Regions from separate parts of the Zea mays genome. Here region 1 is linked to region 2. The links are chromatin contacts, called in public Hi-C maps. All regions are on one chromosome and are shown on one strand. Each heading gives the region's core, a stretch centred on a gene start, on an enhancer-like site or on the middle of the called end of the contact. The rest is flanking DNA. Distances are from core to core; before and after follow the strand shown. Region 1 holds the start of LOC100193809. Region 2 has its middle 38 kb from the start of LOC100502522.

Evidence for each region. Hi-C and Micro-C count contacts between places; a contact is called where the count stands out from the background.
Region 1: a contact with region 2 is called in a Hi-C map of tassel, with 2.2 times the contacts expected there. The contact joins the promoter of LOC100193809 here to the enhancer-like site in region 2. A contact is called at or near these places in 3 of 25 Hi-C or Micro-C datasets (ear, endosperm and tassel).

Annotation. Positions count from the first base shown.
Region 1 is chr3:202,470,540-202,473,929 of Zm-B73-REFERENCE-NAM-5.0, reverse strand. It overlaps LOC100193809, which reads right to left and starts at 1,399. Exons shown (of 3, transcript NM_001138892.1): 1 at 1,206-1,399; 2 at 675-903; 3 at 1-269. The coding sequence starts at 1,397.
Region 2 is chr3:202,218,027-202,221,677 of Zm-B73-REFERENCE-NAM-5.0, reverse strand. No RefSeq gene overlaps it. Among protein-coding and RNA genes, the nearest start is that of LOC100502522, 38 kb to the right of the region's middle. Within about 2 kb of position 1,282, at least 13 of the 20 cell types and tissues checked have an H3K27ac peak or open chromatin away from gene starts, as enhancers often do. A contact at or near this core is called in endosperm and tassel, where this site is marked.

The DNA.
Region 1 (3,390 bases), core at 150-2,649, 250 kb before region 2:
GGCCTGCATGTACTTGTGCTTCCTCCAGGGTCCCATGTGCATGTTGTTATCCTTCATGCACTGCTTGGCCGCGGCGCACATGACCTTGACGACGCCGCGCAGCCGGTCGGCCCGGCCGACGAACACCTCGGGCAGCGCGGTCACCAGCGCGCGGTAGCCGGCGCTGGCGCGCGCCACCTCGAACTCGGCGCGGAAGCTGAGCTCCACCACCACGCGCACGGACTTGCCGCTCCTCGTCTGCACCGCCACCTCCACGTAGCTGTGCTCGCCTGCACACGCGTTTCGGCGGATCGGAAGAGAACACGTCAGCAAACGAACGAACCAACCTGTTCGGCATCGAATATCTGGGTTCAGATTTTTTTAGGATGTTGGGCAGGTAACATGCATCCTTGGGTCCGAGACCTAGAGGGTTGGTGTGGACGCCTCCGCTAACGCTGAACCGTCGGAGAAAGAGACGCGTTCCTGGCATTTGGCTGGCTGTTTGTTGGAATGTTTGTTAGGGCGGCTGTGTAGGAGTATCAGCTGGGAAGCGGCGTCTGTCAGTGTCATAGGAGGATGACCAAGTCCATGTGAACCATGTGAGCTTGTACAGGATATTCCTCAACGTTGCGTTTATTGCGGTAGAAAGAACGAAAAGACGAAGTTATAATCACGACGCGCGAGACGCAGGTTACCTGAAGGGATATCCGGCGAGCGCGTCCACTTGGATTTGCAGAGCGCGCTGTCGTAGCCGGCGTCGCGCAGCCGGTCGGCGACGTGCCGGAGCATGCACGGCCGGCAGTCCCGGGCGGCGGGCCGCCCCGTGCAGGAGCAGGAGCAGGCCGCGGCGCGCATGCTCTTGACGGCCTCCTCCGTGTCCGCGCGGATCCTGCTCTCGGCTGGGCTGCCCTTGGCCAGTGCCTCCTGTACCATCCACATCCACGCACGCATATTAGTTTGCCTCGCTCACCAGCAGAAGACGACACTAGCGGACAGAACAGAACAGAACAGCCGGGGTACTAGCTGCTGCATGCTGATGAGTTGCAATTCATGTTCGATTCGTCGTCTAGCTTCTGACCGGAGAGAGAGAGAGAGAGAGAGAGAGAGAGAGAGAGAGAGAGAGAGAGAGAGAGAGAGAGAGAGAGAGAAGATCTGCGCGCTCGATCTCCACCCACACACGTAGTCGGAACAGAATTGATCGTCGAATGTAAGGACGGAGGACTTACGCGCAGCTGCAAGTGTTGGGTCTGCCAGAAGGCCTTGCTCTCGGCGGTGTCGCCGCCGCTGGAGCCCTCTTCCTCGTTGTTGTCGTCGTCGTTCTCCGGCCGTCGCTCGTCCCTCTCGAAATCTTCCAGGAAGCCCAGCACCATGTTCGACAAACTCATCTCACTGTCGTCTATCGTCTCCTCCATCACCATGGTCTGTGTGTGTGTGTTTGTGGGATGAGTAGGGAGGTCGTATATATACCGGGAGCGAGCGGACGTGGCGAACGGGCAGCGGTAGCCGGTAGCTGGTCACCAGTGGGCCCCGGGATATGCGGATGAGGCGATTGGGGACGCGCAAGTGGGGCCTGGCTGTTGTTGGCTGGGACACGGGAACAGCACGGATCCACGTCAGGCACCTAGCCGGATTCAATGCGCTCGATCGCCCTAGAAGAACCTGAGGTTTGTAGCTCAGCTAGTCAGCTAGCAATCTAGCATTGGTGCCACGAGTCAGAAAAACTTGAACCGTGGTGCGTGTTTTTTTGGCTTAGGTCTGTTCGGTTGTTCTGGATTAGGTCTAGAATCTATTCCACCAGATGAGATCTTATATAAATTTAGATAATCAATTCGAATGGGAATAGTTCTAGGCCTCCGTTCCAGGTCTCTGTTCTGAACTAACCGAACATGCCTTAGGTTTTTAAACTAAAGAGGCAGGCAGGAATAGTGAACGACAGCAAGCAATTCGCACTGTAGGGCGTGCACAACGTATGCGGTAGAGTTCCGGCGGCAGCAGGCGATCCAGCAGCCTCGTTCCCCTTCGCCTGCTCTGCTCCAATGATTCCACGACGGGTCCCCGCCTCCGCGCTGTCCTCGCGAACACGATTGGCCGACGCGCGATGCGACGCTGCCTTGCTAGAGCCTAGAGTTGCTGTCCCGGCAGTTTCCTTTCCGCTGCTCGCGTAGGATTAGATAGGTAAAACTGGATATGCTCTCATGCTCCGCATCCGGACCTGGCATATCCGCCCGGCGGCGGTTGCAGGAACACTTCTGACATCGGCGCATCGTGGCTGCTCATCCGCTGGCCACTAGCACACACACATCACACATGTCACATGTACATGTGAAGGAATAGCGTCGTGATCTTGATTCTGCGTCGTACGCATCTGATCAGCCGAGGCGCAGCGAAGTAGTGTTCGCGGGACATCTGAATTTCAGACGAACACGTGAATTTTGCTCCAGTTTTTTTTATACGGGCTGGAGACTGGGGTCTGGGTGTGTGGTATACCTTATTTATTACGCGCATCCACGTCACTACATCGAACCATTTGAGATTATGCCTGCATTTAATCCAGGAAGGTGTTAAGCGCGACGATATGCATGGACGCTAGCTCCTGCATTATTGGCTAGTGGAAAGATGACTGCACAATCTGTATTAATTTTTTTTCTCCCCCAACGGCGCAGGTCGATTTCGTCGCTCACTACTGCCTGACGTGGACCTTCATGTGCAGGTCGATATCTCCTTCATCTGCCACTGCTGCCAGGTGAGAGAATTGCTATATGGCCTAACTTGATAGCTCTTGTGACAAACGTACGTGATCCCTTTGCTGACAGGGTGTAGCTACGGCAGCGGGTTGGATAAATTCTCTATCGAGTACGAAATTATTCCAGCACTTGTTGAGTTAGATTATCACAATACACTAACGGGTGGAGCAAACTACCTATATGTATCTGTATCCGTGTGCGGAGTTTTGTACCCACAGACACACTCATCAATACAATAGGTGCGGGTTTCTGCAGCTGGGACGTGTTTGGTTCCCGCCTTCTAAACTTTACTAAAGTTTAGCTACTTTTAGATGCTAAATTATCAAACAATATAACTAAATAAGGCGGACTAAAAATTAGTCTCTAAAGTTTAGGAGAATAACTAAGGACATGTTTGTTTGGGATTATAATCTACCTAGATTATATAATCCAACTTTTTTTAACTAAATGTTAGTTTAAAATAAATTAGATTATATAATCTAGGTAGATTATAATTCCAAACAAACACCCCAAAAGAAACCTAACACCTCTTAACCGAGCGTGTTTATCAGAAAGTCCATGTGCTATAATGACCAGTTCCCCCCTTGCGCCACGCCCGGGCGTGGGATAGATGAGGAGCCCCTGGCCCGCGTGTCATATTCTGCTAGCCAGGTTCAACTCTACTTCA
Region 2 (3,651 bases), core at 33-2,532:
GTTTATAACTTTAGTTTCACGATTTTCTAAAGCTCCTTATGACATGCTTCATCAACCTCACTAAATTTTGTGAAGCTGAAGCACAGTCCCAAACAGGGAACGACATTCAAGAACAGGGGTTGATTTCCATGTAATGCTTTCCACCCTTCCTGAACTGCAGCCTTTTTGTAAACAGGCTTTATGGGTCTGTTTGGTTAGTTTCTCTCGCCAACCTGGCTGTGTGAGCCAGCATCACTGGAGCCTGACTCTGGAGATACGACCAATCTACTCGTATCTGGTGAGCCTGGTCCAGGGTGCTTTAAGAATCGTGCGAGCCTGGATCCAAATCTACATGCAGGCAACCAAACACAGAGCTCGCACGCGCATAGCCTGGCTCACAACAACCAAACAGCAGCTATCCGCATCCTGTGATGCAAGCACGCGCAGATACAGGTAACCAAACAGACCCTATTAGGCCAAACATGCACATCCCCAGCTGGGACGACGGTTCACGGTTCTGATGCACACGTCCAGATACATTCCGAACCTAAGACGCGACACTTTGGGTCTTCAATTTGGCAGGCTGCTGGCGGGAGCCACCGTCGGCCTCTTGTTGCATCAGTCATGGTTCCAACACTTCGCCGGCCGGGCGGCGCTGTGGTCAGGACCACTTGCACGGTGCCTGTTGTGGCACAGGGACAACATGATATGGCTGCCCACTGACGCGCGCGCGCGGCATGGCATAGGATATGATGATACGGCTAGCTAGACCGGCTGACGAACGATCGTGGCCAATAATGGATCGATGGATCCTGCTGAGACCGACCTGCTGGCTGCTGTGCCCGTCCTCCGATCCGTCGGGTAGAGAGTGCCTGCCGGTGCCGGCCACCATGCCGTCGGCTCGTCGCCTGCGCATGCATGCAGTTGCAGCCCCGCGCTAGCTGCGCGATCTCCCATTTGTCTCGATCGTGTATACATATGCCATGCGCAAGCACCAACAACGGCGTAGTTGGTTCTCTATTCAGTACTATTCACCTGCTGTCAAAATAGAACTATATATATATTGGCGCCGCTTTCGATTCTACGGTGAGGCGGCCGTGGCAAAGCCGATGGCCACGAGCAGACAACGACCGGATCGGATCGGATCATCCAGGCGCGGTCAGGTCCAAATAAACCAACGGCCATCCCACTGCAGATCGATGTGTCCACTGATTTGTTTGTTCACAGCTGGGTAACTTTATTTGTCGCGAGCCGCCGTCCGCTCGCTGGACGACGAGACGCTGGGACGACATGGGGGCTGGGGCGCGCGGGCGGCAGTGCGCGAAGCGACAAGGCCGGGTGTAGGAACCGAAGGAGCGCACACACTGTCTGTGACACCGACGCCTGCATGCCTACAAGACGCACATCGCCCTTCCCAGTTCCCCTGGCGCAGCGCATGTATACAACGACGATGCGAGATTACCGCGGGCGCGCACAATCGGCTAGCTTGTGATCTGCATTATTTGTGCTACCTAGCTAGTATAGCTACGTACGTGTAGCTTAGCTTGTTATTGTATGTGTTGCCTATGTGACATGACATGATTGATGGCTGCCAAATCGCTGCTCCATTTGTATAGCTGTCTAATTCGGCTTACGCATGCATCATGCCGGTATATTCCGTGCCTATATGCGGCACGAAGCGGCCTGCCAATACGTCCATGCATCTATAGCTAGCTATACTACCAGCTAGCAGAGGAGTGGACTGGTGTGTGCGTGTGTGTGCTTTTTGACTGGTTTTAATTTGGGCGAGACGATGGAACTCGCTGCCGGCTACTGCTGCCGGTGTGGAAAAAGGGTAGCAGCAGTAGCACCAGCTAGCGGGCGGGGTGCCCATCAAATGAAGGAAACAAAGCGCGGATCTCGCATTAGTATTAATTAATGCATGTAGCTCTGTCACCTAGCTAGTTGCAGGAAGTAGCCTTCTTCTCCTATCGATCGATATGAAGGAGATGTGCGTGTCAAACGCCGATATATATACAAGAATACATATAGTATGATTAATCAGTGACAATTAAATTACGCCAACTTGACGACCTGACACAGCAGTTCTATGGATCGGAGGGCGCCAAGTGTGCATCCGGCCAGTTGAGGCCTCGTTGCAGTAGTGTACTAGCTAGCTAGTGTATACTGGTCGATGAAGACAAGCAATGTATACGTGCCGAAAATAGATAGTACGTGGGCCAGGATTGATCGAGATGCATATGTATATAATACACAGCTAAGTTTGACCTAATCACTAGACTACAAAAGCATAAAACCGTTCACTCTCTGGCAAGAAACTCCACGGAGAATAACAACACCAAAAGATGCTCATCCATAATTCAAACAAAGGCACACTAATAAATTACTCCCTCCGTTTCGTTTTAGTTGTCGCTGGATAGTACAAAATTGAACTATCCAGCGACAACTAAAAAGAAACGGAGGGAGTACCTCATACCTCCGTTCTCGAATAGTTATCGTCTGGTAGTTCTTTTTTAAATTAATCCATAATAAATAAATAAATACGGAGGGAATATTACTTTAAGGGACGGTTTGGTAACCAGTGATCATGAGGGGATCACCCTCTTGCTATTCATTTTGAACAGCAAGGTAATTCCTCTCTATAGATCTCATCCCTGGTCATCAAACCAACCCTAAAAGAACTTGACTTGCACGGTAGTACATAAACATCTAGGTAGTATATAAACATCTAGTGATGAAAACAATGAAGGCTGGCTGTCATGGATGTGCCAATGCAAGTCATATTCCTCCAGTCCATGATGCATATATCACTAGTAAAAAATAGATCTTTGGTTTTTTTTATTTTAGTCCTAGTTGTTTTGCGGCTCAGAAATAATATGATAATTAGTCCTGGACTAAATTTTATCGTGACTAAAAAAGATTCAGGACAATGCTCACATTATTCCCGAGCCCATGAAAAAAGGGCCTAAAATAAAAAAAAGTCGAAGAATTGTTTTCTACTAGTGATTTCTTATTGACTAAATGGTCTTTCACGAGTTAGTTCAAAGGAAAGCATCCCATCCATAGTCATATATGTTGTGTAGGTGGGATAATAAAAGGCTATATACGAGACGATATATGAGGTCTTGGGTTTGTGTCCCACGAATCATAGGTCTAGAAGGTCGTACCAATTATTTTTAGCCTCAGGGCACCTTTAGTCCCAGTTATCCCAACCAAGATTAGAGGTTTGCCCTTTACTAAAGTTCATCCCAACCAGGATAGTATGTATCGCCATTGGTGAAAGTTTTTTAATCTAGGCCATGTTTTTTTAATCTAGGACTGTTTAAATTTATGTGACCCAACAAAACAAAGAGTAGCTTTAGTCTCGGTTGGACTTGTGTGACCCAATAAACAAAAAGCAACTTTAATACCGGTCCAAACTTGCTATATTTGTAAAAATCAAACCCAAGAAACAAAGGCTGATCTAATGGTGTAGTGGAGGGCTTGAGCCTTCCTACCACTCTACTAGAAAAATAGCTTTAGTCCCAGTTGGGAATGACCTTTATTCTCAATTTCCCAACTAGGACTAGTGGTTTGGCTAGTTGTCTGAACCAGGACTAAAGGTCCTCAGAGGCTAAAAATAAAGCCTCCAACCCATATGACCCATGGCATGGCACTATCGTGCGTAGCTTT